Linked DNA regions of Mus musculus: region 2 is linked to region 1. A link is a contact called in public promoter capture Hi-C data. All regions are on one chromosome and are shown on one strand. The core of a region is the stretch at or near the end of the contact, and the rest is flanking DNA. Distances in the headings are between cores, read along the strand shown. Region 1 holds the start of Nsun4 (NOL1/NOP2/Sun domain family, member 4). Region 2 holds the start of Szt2 (SZT2 subunit of KICSTOR complex).

Evidence for each region. Promoter capture Hi-C pulls out the DNA fragments that hold promoters and counts their contacts.
Region 2: a contact with region 1 is called in a promoter capture Hi-C map of pre-B cells, with 3 times the contacts expected there. The contact joins the promoter of Szt2 here to the promoter of Nsun4 in region 1. A contact is called at or near these places in 1 of 39 promoter capture datasets (pre-B cells) and 1 of 9 other capture datasets (adipose tissue).

Annotation. Positions count from the first base shown.
Region 1 is chr4:116,052,339-116,057,698 of GRCm38.p6, forward strand. It overlaps Nsun4 (NOL1/NOP2/Sun domain family, member 4), which reads right to left and starts at 1,473. Exons shown (of 6, transcript NM_028142.5): 1 at 1,346-1,473. The coding sequence starts at 1,438.
Region 2 is chr4:118,406,256-118,412,228 of GRCm38.p6, forward strand. It overlaps Szt2 (SZT2 subunit of KICSTOR complex), which reads right to left and starts at 3,008. Exons shown (of 72, transcript NM_198170.4): 1 at 2,908-3,008. The coding sequence starts at 2,934. It overlaps Med8 (mediator complex subunit 8), which reads left to right and starts at 3,082. Exons shown (of 7, transcript NM_020000.3): 1 at 3,082-3,131; 2 at 4,630-4,748; 3 at 5,403-5,547. The coding sequence starts at 3,126.

The DNA.
Region 1 (5,360 bases), core at 223-2,722:
GGAATAATGAATACAGCCCTCTTGAGGTGAGATGGGAGAGCCAGACATGCCTGCCTGAGAAGAAAGTGGAGGGCCACAGCCATTTTTCCCAAGAGGTACATCAAGCTGTGGTTTAGGTTCACAAGAGTTTGGAGGCATAGGGTTGTCGTGGTAAGGGTTGCCAGAGGGTGGGGAAGATGCTGAAGAAAGGGGAGGATCATTGTAACTTCTTCTAGAGGGACAGTGGGGCCCTCGGTGAGAAATGGATGCAGGGGTTAGAGGTCTAGTTTCCACAGATCGGTGAGCAAGGGGAGGTGAAATTGCAAGGCCAGGTCTCAGGGGCCGATGGGTAAGAAGAGGTGAAATGATGGAGTAATTTCCCTGGGACCCTGGCATAAGGGGAGTCGAAATCACCGGGCCTGTCTCCAAGGTTATATGAGTAAGTTCAGGGGAAGTTACTGGGCTGGCTCTAGGGGCCTGATGAATGAGAGGTGGGGAAGTCACATAACAAAGACGCGGACTTGGAGGGCATGAACGCTGAGATTCTGGGGAATCAATATAGTTGCAACATAGGTTCCGCTGATGAGGAGAGGGTGACCCCTGAAGGCTGAATCGGTCAAAACAAGGAGAGGATGAACCAGCTGGCTCTTGTCTGTACAGCCTTCCTAGGAGTGGAGAAAAGGGTTCAAAGGGGCACCTCTCCGGTGGGGGTGGGGAGGAGAGGACTGGGGGCGGAGGGGGCGGGGTGGGGATCCGTCGAGGTAAGCACGGAGAAGAAATGGTGAGGCAAGAGAAAGGTTCTCTAGAGTAAGGGGGGTTGGTGAATCTGTTGCCTGCATTTGGAGAAAGGCCAGCATTACAGGAAAGGTGGTCGTTGAAGTCTTTCCCGGGCGCCACAGGCACCTCGAGAGTGAGAACAGGGGTGAATCCTTTCCTGCAGGACGACGGAGACTCAGGAGGGAAGGAGTAGTTGTTAGGGCAGTCTGCTTGAGGTGAAGTTGAAGGGGCTGAAATTTTAAGGAGGAAAGGAGGGGAAGAGTTCATGGGACTGGAGGGGAAGGGTAAGAGGGAGGAAAGAAAAGGAAAAAGAAGGGTGGGAAGGGCAAGATAAAAGTAAGCAAGAAAAAGTAACATGAGGCGATGTAACGTCACCGAATGAAAGCTCAGGCCGTGACTTAACAGAGAGGGGCGGAGTCAGGGGGCTGCTTACGCAACAGGAAGAGGCTTGTGGTTAATAAAAGGACAGGCAGGCGTGAGACAAGAGCTCCAAGAAGGTTACGGTCCCTGGAGTTCATGTCCCGAATGCAACTGTGAGTGACGGGAAACGCAAGGGCTGGATAAGTCTCCCTCTAATGTCAGACCTTACCCATTTCTTCTTATATCGATATCTCCGCGGGACCGGCGTGAAGTCCACGAGCTTCAGCAGCTTCCGAACACATCTTAAGACGGGCGCAGCCATGTCAACTAACAACGCCAATAATTCCGACTGAAACTGCAGCTGCGCTCTCGCGGGTTCCGGGAAGGATTGAGGGCTGCTTAGAATATCAGCGGCAGACAGGGCGGGGCTAGGCTTGCGGCGCCCCCAGGGCTCCGCCTACCTCCACACCCCACCCACCAGAATCCTCGGGGCGCACACGAAGCGGTGGCTGTGCTAGAGCATCTAAAGGAGCTCCTAGGAAGTTGCAGGGAAGGCCTTCTGGGCTCAACCTGCATGGAGAAAGCTGCCGAGGTAGAACGAAATTAGAGCAGACTATAGACAGAAGCGGAATTGCTAGGAAGCCATAGAAGCCAGTTTCAAGATCTTCCTTTTAGACGGTTCTTTTCAAGACTCGGTACCTAATTTTGTGTTCTTTCTGAGACTATCAAATTGACTACGCCGCTTAGGATCCAAGAAGAAAGGGGGTGATCACTATTTTTAGAAATGATCGTTTGGCTGAGCAGAGTGGCATATGTCTTTATTCCAGCACTTGGAAGGCAGAAGCAGACGGATCTCTGTGAGTTCCAGGCCAAGCTTGGTTTTCATAGCTACAGGTCAGACAGCTTTTCTGTAACCTTACATTTATTCTTATAATGTATTGCCACCCACCATATAGTATAATCAGCTAAGTCGTAATTTTTTAAAAATGTTAAGTATGTCAAACTGATCTCTGGAAGTTGTGGGGCAGCCAACGTCTTTGAATTAGTGAGCTCCAGATTCCATGAGACCATCTGAAGACGTGTGGTGTTGACCTGCAGCTGCCATTCATAGACCATATGCACATATGCATGAACATATACAAACATATAACACACTCTTTTCTTTTCCTTTTGATTTTTGAGACAAGATCTCACTACATAGTCGTGGCTGGCCTATAACTCTCTATGTACACCAGGCTAGCCTGGAAATTATACCTGCTTGCTTCCGTCTCCCAAGGGCTGGGATTAAAAGGGTGTGCCCAAACTGTAACTCATACAAATATAGAATGAGCACCTGCCAAAAATTGTACTCATCATCCAAGTCACATACGTATCTGTCATTATCTTTTTTTTTTTTTTTTTTTTTTTTTTTTGGTTTTTCGAGACAGGATTTCTCTGTATAGCCTTGGCTGTCCTGGAACTCACTTTATAGACCAGGCTAGCCTCGAACTCAGAAATCTGCCTGCCTCTGCCTCCCAAGCGCTGGGATTAAAGGCATGCGCCACCACCGACTGGCTATCTGTCATTATCTTAAACAATAAAAGTAAAATAAGACTTAAACAAGTGAGAATTTGAGTTTCAAAATTTTAGTGAGCCAAATGAGGCCACGATGGCACATGTCCTTTTGTTTCTTTTTTTTTTTAAGAATTTTTTTTTTAAGATTTATTTATTATTATATGTAAGTACACTGTAGCTGTCTTCAGACACTCCAGAAGAGGGAGTCAGATCTCATTACAGATAGTTGTGAGCCACCATGTGGTTGCTGGGATTTGAACTCAGGACCTTTGGAAGAGCAGTCAGTGCTCTTAACCGCTCAGCCATCTCACCAGCCCCTTTTGTTTTGTTTCTTGATTTATTTATTCACTTTACATCCCAATCACTACCCCTTTACCAACTCCCCTCCCACAATGCCTCCCCCATTCCCTCTTCTCCTCCTAGAGGGTGGAGGTCCCCCCCCAGCTATCTCCCCACCATGGCACATCAGGTCTGCTTGGCAAAACGTATCCTCTCCCATTGAGGCCAGACAAGGCAGCCCAGCTGGAAGAACATATCCCACAGACAGGCAATAGCTTTTGGGATAGTCTCTGCTCCAGTTATTTGGGACCCACATGAAGACAGAGCTGCACATCTTCTACATATGTGCGGGGAGGCCTAGGTCCAGCTCGTGTATGTTCTTTGGTTGGTGGTTCAGTCTCTGAAAGTCCCAAGGGTCCAGGTTAGTTGACTCTGTTGATCTTCCTGTGGAGTTCCTATTTCCTTTGCAGACAAAGGTTCATATCTTTAATCCGTGAGCTCCTGGAGTCTGAGTCAGGTGGATCTCTTTGAGTTAGAGACCAGCCTGTTCTGCAGCGAGTTGAAGGTCAGCTAGGGATATATAGTGAAAACTGTCTCAATTTTTGTTGTTTTTGTTTGTTTGTTTGTTTGTTTGTTTTTTGCTGTTAATGTAATCAGAGGAATGTAGTGAGAATTTTGGTTTCTTTGAAAAACCCAGAAATATGGGAATATATTCTTATTTTAACCTCAAGTGTGGGACATGGGGCTGCTTCATATTGTCCACAGCAGCTATGATTTGCCTCATGCTATAGCAGGGGTGTGATTTTGCCAGGAGCAGATAATTTATGTGATTGTGTGACATTTGGAATTCTGGGGACTTTTCAGAGGGTATATAAATGCTAAGGCCCCTAGAGGCATGGTGAGTAGTTGTGTAAAACCCTGACCCTCAGTCAGTGATACTTACTTCAAGATGCCTCTGAGTGAGACACCGAGATGTAGATTGATACAAAAGCAAGAGGTTTATTTTCCAGTGCATTAGGGTCACCCCTCAATCAGTCACAAAGAGAGTGACAAGAAGTAGACCCTGAATGGCTATTACAAGCAGTTTTTATACATTTTAGGGTTAAAGGTTACATCAGCAAGGTTACAGTTATTGGTTAAGCATATTGACCTTTAAATCTATTGGCTAGCAAGCATGGCATGCATTTGAATGTCTACCTGGGACTTTCCAGAGGGTGAGGTGACTGTCAATACATTTGGAGAATTTTTACTCAAGAATGTTCCTGTGGGTGAAGAATGGAACTTGGCCTAGCCTGAACCCCAAGCAGGAGGGAGAAACTGTAATGAGGATGTGGGACTGGAACAGTCCTGAGGGGTTTCTGGTGGTTAAATAATTGTCCATAGAAGTAGAAGGAATTAGATATACTGCTAGAGAAGATCAAACTTGCCCCAGGGAACTTGATCTGCCTAATCAGCAGAAAATAGTCTAATGATAATATTGTCCCCCTTTCCTTTCTATCTTTTTTCTCACCTATCTAGTATTAGGGGATTGGAAGACTAGAATAAGGGCTGAGAAGGATGGAAGAACCCACAAAGTGCCCAAAGTCTGACTACAGAGGGATGCTGAAATGACTTTGCTACTAGTTGCAGAATTGTAATATCCTGAGTATTAAATTGTAATGTGTATGTGCTGGAGAGATGGCTCAGTGGTTTAGAGCACTGACTGCACTTCCAAAGGTCCTGAGTTCAATTCCCAGCAACCACGTGATGGCTCACATCCATCTATAATGGGATCCAGCCCCATCTTCTGGTGTGTCTGAAGACAGCTACAGTGTACTCATATACATAAAATAAATAAATATTTTTTTAAAAAGTAGTATATAGTTTAGTAGAATGCTTTCTTAGCATGCATATATTGAGGCCCTAGGTTTGATCCCTCATACTGACAAAATCAGTAACAACAACAAAACCCTATAATGTTTGCAATGGCCTTTTCTAGTATATGGAAATTAACTCTGCCAAGGACCACCCACCCTTAGCTTGGAGAGGGATTCTGAGAAAGGGGTGTTTAGAAGTGGTAAAAACAACTCAAAGTCAAATCCTGGGTCCAAGCTGACAACCTATGTTCTGATGGAAACAGCTTTCCAGCCTGCTTTTTCTCTGTTCTGCTTTCTCTGAAGATCTCCAAGCATCTCTCCACTCTCCCTCTACACAGCTTTCTCTTGCTATTCTCTGCTCAAGACAGTTCTCCAAGCAGTTCTTTCTTTGGTGTTCTACAAAAGTCTCTGGGTAGCTCATCTCTTACAGATCATAAACCCAGTCTTTTATTTAATATATCAATCCAGTCATTTACTCCAGGTTCCCTTTTGACTATCCCATGAATCAGCATTCTATGACCCAGCTCCTTGATTCTTGGGAGACAGCAAGCACAT
Region 2 (5,973 bases), core at 1,758-4,257, 2.4 Mb after region 1:
ACTATACAAACCCCTGCCAACTTGTGACTTGTGACATATCCTCTGACAATAAAGGAAAAAGTCTGTCATTTCGTCAATGTGGTAAATCTTAACAGGCTTTGCGACTTGGTCAGCAGTCTTTTTGATCCCCCTCCCCGCCCCCAGATTTTTCCATCCCCCCCCCCAAACAGACCAACTTGCCTACTACCATTCACAAAAACTGAATAATCACCCTAGTTATTGTATCATTACAAACTGAATAAGCATGCTAACAGCTAAGGATGTGGTTTTAGGACAGCAAGACACAAAGTAACCTGATCCTGTCTAAGGTCTTAGAAGGATGGGAGGAAGGTCCATCAGAGCTTGCTGCTGGACGTCCCAGATGGAGGACAGACATCGGCTACTTAAGTACTGAAAGTGCACTGGAGCATTGAGCTGCACAATGCACGGCTTCCACTTCTCTACCTTTTTTTTGCTTTCAAAGCTGTTTTGGATGACCGCTTTTTCCAAGGCCCAGTTGAAGTCTGGTTCACCTGTCAGTTCTTATGGAATCCATCTTGAACCCAGGAATGTTGGTCTAGCCTTCTCGGAAAATTCCCGTTTATCTGATTGCTTGATGGGACCATTTCCAAAACCTCCTAAGCTTTTTTACATTTCAGATGTACTTCACCAGAACCAGAAGGCTGGCTTAATATAATTTAAGCAGGTAGAATGTTTTGCAAAGTGGGATCTGAGCGCCAGCTGCATCAGAATCACCTGAGCCGTTTATTAAAATGCATTATTTGATTCCTGGGTACAATCAGAGACCAACTGAATTCAGAGCTGACAGAGCTCAAGAATCTCCATTTTAACTAGCTCCCCTGGGGATTTTTCCGTATGACTGATTGAGACATTTTTTAATTCAGTTGTGTTTCATAGCATTCACCTCCACATGGAGCTTCAATCCTGACTTCCCTTGAGTCTGATGTGCCTGCCTTTTGAAGCAGTCTGATAAACAAGACAAAGCCAGGCTCTTGGAGTCAAGAGACCTGGATTCTGATGTGTTCTAGTACATGCTAAGTATGTGATCTTGCAGGTTACCCAACTGTCATCTAGGCTTTATTGTAATAGCAAGATAAGGAGATCTTTGCAGGGATACTGACATTAAAGGGGGGAGGGGAGTACAATGGTGTCGGAAGGCTATCACTGATTACGATCGTCGCTGAGGCCCACATACACCGATGCCAAGCTGGATAGTGATGCCAGGCACTGTGTTGCCACTCCCACCCACCCACCAGAGTTTCTTCCTGCTTCTTTAAGACTAAAGACCAAATTATTCTCTTGAGCTTTTTCTAAACCATGTGCTTTCTTCCCACAAAATAACGTCGATACCTCTGCCTCCTAACTATCCGAAGCCTGCCAGCATGATAAACCTTAACCTCTGGCATAACTGCGAGCTGAGCCTTCTCTTTCCCAGTCTCAGCCCCATCACCCACCACTATGGTAAAAGCAGGCCCTTCAGTGTTAAAGGCACCTTGGGGCAAATACTGGCTCTGCATGTTTCTCCATTCCTGAACAGGGAAAGCAAGAATGACAATTTCCTGAGGATTCTACCTGTGTTAGATACTTAGAGAACTTAAACTTCCTGGATCCCACCCATTTGTGGAAGGAGGTTAAATGCCCCACTAAATGTGACACTTCACTTACGCCTCTGCAACACCTATTATAATCCAATGTTCATTTAGTCCCCACAGCTAAGGAGTCTCTGTTTTACCCTCTGCATCCACCCTAACCCTCAGCACAATTCTGGTTGCAGAACAGCACTTGCTTCTTCCTCTCTTTTGGGAGCCTAGCCTCTCTAAACATCACCCTTTCTTCTTGGTATTCTGTTTCTACCCTATTCACTCATAGGGTTTTCATGTGTGTAGTTTATCACATCCTCCCCATACACGGGTGTGTGTACTCATACATTATACATATATAAGATCACACCCGTGTCAGAGTGCACGTGTGCAGGTCAGAGGACAACTTGTAGCTGTAGAGCGAGCTCACCTACCTGGGAGTTCTAGCCCCAATACTAGCTGCACAACTATGCTTCTTTTAATAGTGGCACCTCAGTTTCCTGAAAAGAGGGATGATAATGGTGTTTGCCTTATAGGGTTGAAAGAACTGGTAACAGTAAAGAGCTCAGAATTGTGGCTGGCATACAGTAAGAATTCGACAAGTAGCCATTGCTATTTGTATCGTTACGCACATGCATCAACCTTCCCTCCTACAAGGCTATCCCTCTGGGGTCCTGGACACGCTAGCCAAATTTGGTACCTCCTCGGATCCGCTCGTTCAGTTGGAAGGAGTAGTCCTAAGGTATCTTTGCATGGCATGACACCTCACCTGCTCTGACTTCAGTTGTCTGCTCTGTACATGACAATAAATACTGCCAGATTCCCTGCTGGAGTCTGAATGTCAAAACATACATATAGGGTTCTTTGCATCTAGGGGGTGGGGGGTGGGGTGGGGGGGCGGGTGCCTCGTCTGCCTTTTCTGCCTTAACTTGTGATCCCCAAGCCACATCACAGAACAAATACTTTTATAAAGAAGGAAGCAGGGTCTGTCCTAAGTTAAGACTGGCCAGAGGGTTGTAGGGCTTTGCCAAGAGCACGAACGCTAGAGCGAAATCAACTCATGCTATTGATTGCATTCCAATAGATGAGATACAAAAAACCCCGCAAAGTCGGTCAGCTTCGGCGTGGCACAATGAAAATCCCAACTAATAACCAAAACACGAGTTTTTATCAGCATCACTATCGCTAACAAGTCTGTGGATGGGCGACGAAGATCAGGATGGCATCTGAGTAAACAAAACAGCAACGGCCTCCTTGAGGCTCCGGAGGGTGAAGGCTGCCACACGCCCGCCCTCGGGCCTCGGCCCCGCGCCCGCCCATCCCTCACCTCTGGCTCGGGGCGCTCCGAGGCCATCACACAGCCCTCCCGCGCCGGCCCGGGCCAGGGAGGTTGCTCCACTCCTGACCTCTGACCCGGCTAGTTCTGTACCGGGCAGGAACCGGAAGTTGTTGGGATGGTCCCGTTTTGAGTTTTCTGATTGGTGAGCGCAGCAAGCCGTGCGAGAAACCGGAAAGGGAAGTGGTTGCGCCCGCCGGGCCGCGGCAATGCAGGTGAGAAGCGGGTTGGGCCTTATAGCCGCTGGCGGGAGGGTGATTGGGCTGAGGACACCGGGGAGTTGGGGCTGTGAGCGGAGGGCAGAGGAAAGGCAGCGGAGCCAGAGAGAGCGAGGCCAGCTGCGGGAGGCGCGGGCATCGAGCCCGCTGATGTGAGAAGGTCGGAGGCCCGGGGAGGAAAGGCGGACTTGATTGAGCGTGGAAAAGGATCGTGGTGGCATTTGGGAAGGCTCGGGAAAGTAGTGGGCTGCCGCACGCCTCGATCTAGGCTGTTGGACACAGGCGTCATAAGGCTTCAGAAGGCTAAAGGGATCGTGGGCCTCCAAGGATGAAAACTAAGCTGTTTGTAATTCGAGGCTGTGGGTGGAACCCGGTGTCCAACCCCCTCAGTCACATAGTCAGGTTTGCAAATCAGCTTTGCATCATTCTTCCCGGCTTGTACCTCGTTGCTAAGGGCGGAGAAGTGGGGTAAATAGTCCTCAGATAGTCAAACGGAAACCCTCTGCCGCCTCAGCGTTTAAAATTGTCTAACACTCAGAAACAATGTGCAGGTTTCCTCGCCTTTGTCTTTCATTACTCTTTCATTACTCACTTGGCTTGTTGCATCTGATAAACCTACACTGTTTATGGGTCACCCGAATTATGAAAGAGACACGGGAATATTGGCACAAAGATGCACGTTGACTTTCCAAAGCACCAAATGCTATGGATAAACGGCCAGTTGGGGGACCGGGAAGGGGATTGCAGAGCTGGTATTCAGAGAAAACCTTACAGAGAGGCAACGTGTGAGATTGTCCAGATTGTGTGGTTGACAGTAGCTACACTCACAAGAGGATGACCAGAGGCACCCATGATATAATGAACTTCGGGAATTATTTAGGCTGTGTGTGCAGATAGCACCCCTGTTATCATGGCAAACCTTTCTGAGGTGAACTGAACTTCCTGAAAAAAACAAAACAAAACTGTGTCAATGCCAACACCACAGAGTGACACGAGGGATTCTCATCCACCCAAGGAAAGCAGCGCAGTGACAATAAGCAGTCGTGAGGTAGGCAGGCCACATCTATTTTCCAGAAGAGGAACTGACAAAGAAGAGTGTGCAGAAACCTGAGCACGTTCCTATTAACCCTACTGCAAATCTAAGAGAATGTTGTCTACTGGGAGAGGCAGTGTTTGAGAGCTGGGAGGAGGAGAGCATGGAATTAAAAAGGTGCAAGGCTAAGTGAGTTCGAAGCCAGTTTTGTTACAAAGACAAATCATGAGGTTTCAAGCCAAAGAGAATTAGGTCTGGTGCAATGACCTTCTTGAAGGACCACAGTGTAGGAGGGTTATAGAGGAATCAGTTAGTAGGAGGACTTCAGGCCAGGTGAACAGGTTGAAAGGTCTAAGGGTTGATGCTATCTGTAACCCAAATACCAAGATAGAAAACAATTTAGCTTTTCTGAATGTGTCACGCTCACTTGTATCTGAGTAACCAAACACACTGTTGATGCAGAGGGAGGAGAAGCAGCTTGAGGCATCATTAGATGCCCTGCTGAATCAAGTGGCCGATCTGAAGAATTCACTGGGGAGTTTCATTTACAAGTTGGAAAACGAGTATGACCGGCTGACCTGGTAAGGATTGCCAGGACAAGCTGGGGAGGGATCCATGGGTGGTGGGGCCAAGCCCCCTGGCTGACAGGACATCTCCAGCGATGTACCCATTTATCAACTTGCAAATATCCTTTTTGATTTGGAAAGAACTAGGTTGCCCAACATTGACAAGTTTAGTTTGGCTTAAAGCCTCCATGGCAAGGAAGTAGAAAAATGTCCAGTTTCCCAACCTAGGCTGTTTCTAGGTTTTAATTCTTACGCTTTGGCTTCCTTAGTGAGGAGGCATTTCCTCAGTGGAAGACCATTATAGCTCCATTTATGGTGGCTCTCCTTCCACACATGAGGCTGGATCTGAGATCCAGCCTTCTGGAATGATAGAGTCTGTTACTACATTAGGGAGGAGGCTTTACAGACTTACTACAGTGTAACCACAGCCCCTGTTTCCACTGCTCCCAAACCCAGTCAAACAGTGGGTTGCCTTTTTTCTGTATCTATGTCAAAAATTGAAAGTGTGTTCCTCTTTCCCAATTCCATCTCTACTAGCAAATCTGGTTCTTGCCTATGCCAGACACAGGGCTGCGAGTCTTCGGGGTGAGTCTGAGTGTTGCAGCATTAGGACTTTTAGAGGTTACTTTGTAGGGAGAAGTAACTCTGGTGACTTCTCGCCACCTCCAGGCCCTCTGTCCTGGACAGCTTTGCATTGCTTTCTGGACAGTTGAACACTCTGAACAAGGTCTTAAAGCATGAGAAGACGCCACTGTTCCGAAACCAGGTCATCATCCCTCTGGTGCTGTCCCCAGACCGAGACGAAGACCTCATGGTAAGACACACAGTATCTTGTTGACTGGATCCTCTGTGTGGCCATGAAAGGTGAGGGCTGCCGTCTGGAAGACTTGTTTTTATCCTTCTGGGGTCAGGAGAGTCCCCCTTAAAGAATGAAGTGAAAATCAGGGCCTATCTCACCAAGTCCACGACCTTCCTTTTCCAACATCTATGTCAGGCAAAAAGAAAAAAGTCTGTCCTGCTTGCCTGTGACTTTGCTGCAGTCTTTAAAATGTGGGGTTGAGAATTTAGCTCAGTGGTAGAACAGACACAAAGTCCTGGGTCCCCAGAATAGGGGTGGAGGTAGAGATTCACAAAAGACCAAAACAAAACAGCAAAAAAAGACAATTTCAGTGTGGTAGTGGAGGGTGGGATTTAGCTCACCCTAGTTCTGATGGAGTGAGTGAGTGAAAAGAGAGTGTCA